Regions from separate parts of the Pan troglodytes genome. Here region 1 is linked to region 2. The links are chromatin contacts, called in public Hi-C maps. All regions are on one chromosome and are shown on one strand. Each heading gives the region's core, a stretch centred on a gene start, on an enhancer-like site or on the middle of the called end of the contact. The rest is flanking DNA. Distances are from core to core; before and after follow the strand shown. Region 1 holds the start of GDF5 (growth differentiation factor 5). Region 2 overlaps UQCC1 (ubiquinol-cytochrome c reductase complex assembly factor 1).

Region 1 (3,263 bases), core at 104-2,603, 110 kb before region 2:
TCCATACTTCAATGAGGCACTTTAAGAAACCCTTGAGTTCAGCTGGAATTCAGACCTTCCAGAGCTACCAGAAAAACATCATGTGGGAAATTGGTGGCTCACGCCTGTAATCCCAGCACTTTGGGAGGCCGAGGCGGGCAGATCACGAGGTCAGGAGATCGCGACCATCCTGGCTAACATGGTGAAACCCCATCTCTACTACAAACATAAAAAATCAGCCAGGTGTGGTGGCAGGGGCCTGTAGTCCCAGCTACTGGGGAGGCTGAGGCAGGGGAATGGCGTGAACCTGGGAGGCAGAGATTGCAGTGAGCTGAGATCATGCCACTGCACTCGACAGAGCGAGACTCCGTCTCAAAAAAAAAAAAAAAAAAAAAAAAAAAGCGTCATGTGGGAAATGGCTTTTCCAGCCTCCTGTAGGGGCCGCTGCTGCCCCAGACTCTGCCAGTCTTTTCTAAGAAAACTCAGAGGACGTCTCTGCCGGGGTGGTGGTGGGGTACACCCTGGACCTGCCGCCATCCAAGGAGTGAACTTAAGGGCGGCAGTGCCCCCAAGCCTGAAGAATATGCACTCAGTCAATGGGATTTGGGGGTAGGGAGGGGGTGTAGTGGGCACTGATATTTTTCAGTCTCTGGGTCACCACAAGTTTATTAAAATAAAAGAAAATGTGGGTAAATGCTGCCATCTGTGCTGTCCCTACTCCCAATACACACACACAGGCACACACACACACAGACACACATAAACACACACACACACACACACACACGCATAACAAATCAGGTCCCAGACTAGATGCAGGAGTTGAAACTGCTTTAAAAACACTCTAAGGACTTAACTACAAACCCACACTCCCCATGCTTCTGGGGCTTAAGATCTTTGAGCTCATTCTTCAGCATCTCTCCTCGGGAAAGTGGGGTGGGCTGCTCCATGAGGTGGAGGTGAAGACCCCTGAGTCTGCCCCGTGGAGGGGGAGGCCCCCTAAGCCTAGAGTCCCGCTGCGGGGCTCCGTGCCAGGAGCCCCCGTGAGCCATGGCCTCGAAAGGGCAGTGGTGATTTTTTTCACATAAATATATCGCACTTAAATGAGTTTAGACAGCATGACATCAGAGAGTAATTAAATTGGTTTGGGTTGGAATTCCGTTTCCAATTCCTGAGTTCAGGTTTGTAAAAGATTTTTCTGAGCACCTGCAGGCCTGTGAGTGTGTGTGTGTGTGTGTGTGTGAAGTATTTTCACTGGAAAGGATTCAAAACTAGGGGGAAAAAAAAACTGGAGCACACAGGCAGCATTACGCCATTCTTCCTTCTTGGAAAAATCCCTCAGCCTTATACAAGCCTCCTTCAAGCCCTCAGTCAGTTGTGCAGGAGAAAGGGGGCGGTCGGCTTTCTCCTTTCAAGAACGAGTTATTTTCAGCTGCTGACTGGAGACGGTGCACGTCTGGATACGAGAGCATTTCCACTATGGGACTGGATACAAACACACACCCGGCAGACTTCAAGAGTCTCAGACTGAGGAGAAAGCCTTTCCTTCTGCTGCTACTGCTGCTGCCGCTGCTTTTGAAAGTCCACTCCTTTCATGGTTTTTCCTGCCAAACCAGAGGCACCTTCGCTGCTGCCGCTGTTCTCTTTGGTGTCATTCAGCGGCTGGCCAGAGGATGAGACTCCCCAAACTCCTCACTTTATTGCTTTGGTACCTGGCTTGGCTGGACCTGGAATTCATCTGCACTGTGTTGGGTGCCCCTGACTTGGGCCAGAGACCCCAGGGGACCAGGCCAGGATTGGCCAAAGCAGAGGCCAAGGAGAGGCCCCCCCTGGCCCGGAACGTCTTCAGGCCAGGGGGTCACAGCTATGGTGGGGGGGCCACCAATGCCAATGCCAGGGCAAAGGGAGGCACCGGGCAGAAAGGAGGCCTGACACAGCCCAAGAAGGATGAACCCAAAAAGCTGCCCCCCAGACCGGGCGGCCCTGAACCCAAGCCAGGACACCCTCCCCAAACAAGGCAGGCTACAGCCCGGACTGTGACCCCAAAAGGACAGCTTCCCGGAGGCAAGGCACCCCCAAAAGCAGGATCTGTCCCCAGCTCCTTCCTGCTGAAGAAGGCCAGGGAGCCCGGGCCCCCACGAGAGCCCAAGGAGCCGTTTCGCCCACCCCCCATCACACCCCACGAGTACATGCTCTCGCTGTACAGGACGCTGTCCGATGCTGACAGAAAGGGAGGCAACAGCAGCGTGAAGTTGGAGGCTGGCCTGGCCAACACCATCACCAGCTTTATTGACAAAGGGCAAGGTGAGGGGGTGGGGTGGCAGGGGCACGGCTCAGAGGGAGGGGCATCTGCATGAATGGAGGGGCTTTCAAAGCCCTGGCACTGCCCTGGTGGGAGACACTGTGTGCATCTGGCCCGGGGTGGGTGTCTGGGGACACTGACACATATCTCACACATAGCAGATCCTAGGCTGCCCACACATCAGGGCTGGAGGGCACCTAGGAAGCACCAGGTCCAACGCCTGCAAGGTGCAGAGTGGGCACTAAAGCCTAGAGAGAAGACAAGACCTGCCAGTTCGTGGCAGAGTTGGAGACCAGATTCCGAGACTTGATTACTCAGTTGTGCATCTGTATCTGCTGGGCTGGCCGAACTTTCCAAGCTCCAGAGGTTTGTAGGTGGTCTCAGACAGCAGAGAAAGAAATGAATCTTGAGGTCCCCATGCTTCTGCAACTTTGCCCTCAGGCAAGGGGCTAGAGGAGGCAAGAGAGGTGCACACAGTAAATGGGGCATCTTGGAGTCATGGAATGATGTTCAGATACATGGGGAGGGAGCAGACCCAGGGCCTAACTCGCAGTATGACCTTGGGAAAGCTCCTTCTCACTTGGGGTCTCCGTTTTCCCATCTGTACACCTATATGGGGTTGGACAGGGTGGTTTCTGAGAGCCCTTCCAACATGAAAACTTTAGGTCCTGTCCTGAACATGCCTCATTCTCCTCATTAACTCCAGAGACTACCTGCTCCCCTCTGTCTCTCTCGGCCCACCTAATGTTACTGTTGCAGCTTTTCCTCTCCACTTGCTGTGTGATCTAAGCAAGTCCCTCCCCCTCTCAGGGCCTCAGTTTCTTCCTAGTGTGAAGAGGGAGGTGGGCTGTTGGTCGCTCAAGTTGCCTGCAGCTCATTTGCTCTGGTCCTAGGCTGGCAGGGTGGGGGAGGGGTCAGAGGGTGGGAGAGGCTCCTCATTAGAGCTGGCCTGGAGGGGGCTGCCAGGGGGCGGGGGAGGCAC
Region 2 (3,117 bases), core at 508-3,007:
GCCCTTTGTGGTTCCCAGTGAATAAATTACTTGGAGTGAGTTTTCTCACACCTCCTACTCTGCTCTGTTCACTGTAGCTTTTTTTTTTTTTAATAACTGTCTGCTGTAATACTTCTTTGCCCATGACTTATAAAGATATATATTTCTGGTGTTGGACTTTTGACCCCTTTCTGCTCCCAGGAGAGAAATTTTGATCAGAATAATAAAAGGTGTAAACTGTGTGTGTTGCCCCCTTTCCTAGGCCTTGGGCAGTTTAGCTGCTGGGGTTAGGAATCAGCTGGCTTGTGGTATGTGTATGGTTATGGGGCAAGTAGGAGATGATTCCTGTTAAGCGCTGAGCAGGCTTCTGTCTCCCGCTCTTCTTTTCATCCCTGTCCCACACCCGTTTGCTAACATTCTTCAGATTTCAAATGAGCCTTGTTGTCTTTGGCATTTTCGATAGGTGTTTGTGGCTATACTCCTTCTCCTTCAAAGACAGAAGGTGTTTATCGTCTCCTGTGCTTTAGGTCCCAAGGTGAGTTGGCTGCCAGAGAAGAGCCTCCCTCTAGAAGGACAGTGTGGGAGAACTGAAAAACACTCACCAATCTTGGAGCTACAAGAGTGGAGTTAGACTTAGTTCCACAATTAACCAGCAGGCTCCAATGCAGAGCCTGGACCAGGTTATTTCTAAGGGCCTTTTCTGCTTGAAAAAAAATCCATGAGATAAAAATTTTCCAGCCCAGGGTAGAATTTCCAAGAGTGAACACAGTTTGCAACACTTCCTACTTTTCTCCAAGCCTCTCTTGCCCTGTAGCACTGGAAGAACTGGCTCCGTCCCTAATAGCCTCAGTTCAAAGGGACCAGAAGAGACTAGGGTAGTTGGGGACAAATGTGGGGTTCATAACATACTAGGGGTATCTCGTCTGATGAAGTGGTTGGGTATGGATGTCAGAAGAATCTCACTTGGTGATGATCCTCAGGAACTATGTAAAGGAATTTTAGATTGCCCTGGCTGATGGCAGGAAGCCCCACCCAGGGCTAGCCCTAGCTGGTCAGAATTGCCAAGCAGTCAGTGTTTTTATTTTATGCCATCTCCTAATCATTTCAGTGGCCGCCAAGCTCCTAGAAGCTTGACAGCCACAAAGATGATCCTAATTCAACCCTTTCCAAGTGAGGACACTCAGTCCTGGTCAGGAAAAAGGCTTGGTCAGTGTCATATAGTAGCGGTAGTAGCAGAGACTAAAACTCACTTCTCTTGATTCATTCTGTTGCTCTTTTCGTTACATGATACTATCATCTTTGCTGTTCTCTAGAGCCACTACACACACCCTGCATTTTGTGTTGCTGGGAAAAGCCTCCAATCAAAGACCTCCTGATCCTTTTCTCTTAAGGTCAGCATTCCAGTGTCTAGCACAGTGCTTAGCACATGGTAAGCCTCCATCCAATATTGGTTGAATGGTGAATGAGTGAGTGAACTCACAGAGTCTATTCCTAACCCTATCTTCTTAGAATCAATTCTATACTTACACTGCAATTTACCTGATTAAATTCATGCCAAATCGTTAAGGGATGCCAACAGGATCTGTTTTAATGGTCCCAGATAACTCTTGCATTTTAACCAGAGTTTTCTGTAAATAGCGTCTTTGGAAAAAGCAGTGGTTGCAGTAGTAAGACATACAGGCACTGTGACGAGCTCTTGGGGTTGACTATGCCTCTCACTCCATGTCCTACCACAAGACTCTTTTCTCCTGTGGGCTTAACCCCTGCATTGGGTACCACCAGAGGGCAGTAGCTTCACCAGGATCTGGGTGGGGCTATGTAAAAAAGTTCTGGAGGCTCTGAGGTCAGACCTAGGATACAGTAGAGACAGATGTTTCTTTCAGCTGCCCTGGGTGCGCCATGAGTATTTCTGGATCCATTGATGAGGCAGCTGTAACACTCTTTTCTCACTTTGTTTCCCCCAAAATGCTGAGTGAATGGCCCTGTGGGGTTGGTTGGAGCTGAAGGGGCCCAGCTAGAGTGGAGGGACTTGTTTTTCCATGTTCATTGTCCTCTCTTTAGCTGGTCTTTCTGAATGTCAGTGATCCTTGCCATCAATGTGACGTGCCTGGTTCTCAAAGGAGCAGGAGGAACTAATAAGGAGCCCTTCTTTAAAACAACCACTATCAGGGCCTCAGCTGTCCTACTGATGCTCAGATCCAGTCCTGACCTCTCACCTAAACTCACTGTCGGCTGCTTCTTCACTGGTCCTCCTGCCTCTTGACTCTCTTCATCTCAGATTCATTCTGCAAATCATTCAGCAGCCTGACTAATCATCCTAAACTCCCGGAGTTCGGGAATTGTCTCTTGTTTACTGCTGTAGCCTCAGCTCCTAAAACAGTGCTTGATGCCTGGGTAGTGCTGAATACATTTGATGAAGGCAATATTGAATGTATTTCCTCTAGATCCAGTAGCATTATTAATTTGTATGGTTTTATTAAGAATCGTTTCATTCATTTATTCAAGGAACATTTTTGTCTCTCACCATATGCTAATCCCTGAATGTGGTTGGTAGATAATATACCAGAGATAAGTGATCTTACAGGGCTTACAATCTAGTTTATGCTGAGAAAGGAAGTTGAATCTTTCCTGGATTCACTTCCACACGAAACAGACGAACGAGAAAGATATGAGTTCACTTGCTTTTTTGTTTTGTGTTCACTGCAGGCTTCTTCCAGGAGTTATCCCAGGGCAGGGCTGAGTGTGATGGGAGGATGAGGCAGGAGAGTAGGTGAGCCCCAAGGTCCTGAGAGAAGCTTCAGAGACTTCCAGGCCCTCATCTCCAAGTGGGGGATTGGGTTGAGTTTGTAACCTCCTTTCCAATGCAGTATCACAGAGTAGTTGAGAGTGCTCACATACTGAAGCCAGTTTGGACTCAAATCCTGCCCTAGCCATGTGACCTTGGGCAAGGTCTCTATGCCTGTTTCCTTTCTATGCCTCAGTTTTCTCTCCGTAAAATAGACATAACTGTAATACCCACCTTACATCACTTGTAGCATTGTGAGGGATAAATGAGTTATCACATGTGAGGTTCTTTAAACAATGCCTGAGAGCGAAATAGATGTTTGCCACTACTAATTTACTTACTGTTAAGCATTT

What was found. Hi-C and Micro-C count contacts between places; a contact is called where the count stands out from the background.
Region 1: a contact with region 2 is called in a Hi-C map of induced pluripotent stem cells, with 2.1 times the contacts expected there. The contact joins the promoter of GDF5 here to the enhancer-like site in region 2. A contact is called at or near these places in 2 of 7 Hi-C or Micro-C datasets (both in induced pluripotent stem cells) and 1 of 1 datasets of contacts at active chromatin or transcription factors (stem cell-derived excitatory neurons).

What each region holds. Positions count from the first base shown.
Region 1 is chr21:41,670,706-41,673,968 of NHGRI_mPanTro3-v2.0_pri, reverse strand. GDF5 (growth differentiation factor 5) reads left to right here and starts at 1,353. Exons shown (of 2, transcript XM_530287.8): 1 at 1,353-2,283. The coding sequence starts at 1,653.
Region 2 is chr21:41,562,696-41,565,812 of NHGRI_mPanTro3-v2.0_pri, reverse strand. The region is part of intron 7 of UQCC1 (ubiquinol-cytochrome c reductase complex assembly factor 1); the gene reads left to right. Among named protein-coding and RNA genes, the nearest start is that of FAM83C, 33 kb to the right of the region's middle. Within about 2 kb of position 1,757, at least 2 of the 24 cell types and tissues checked have an H3K27ac peak or open chromatin away from gene starts, as enhancers often do. A contact at or near this core is called in induced pluripotent stem cells, where this site is marked.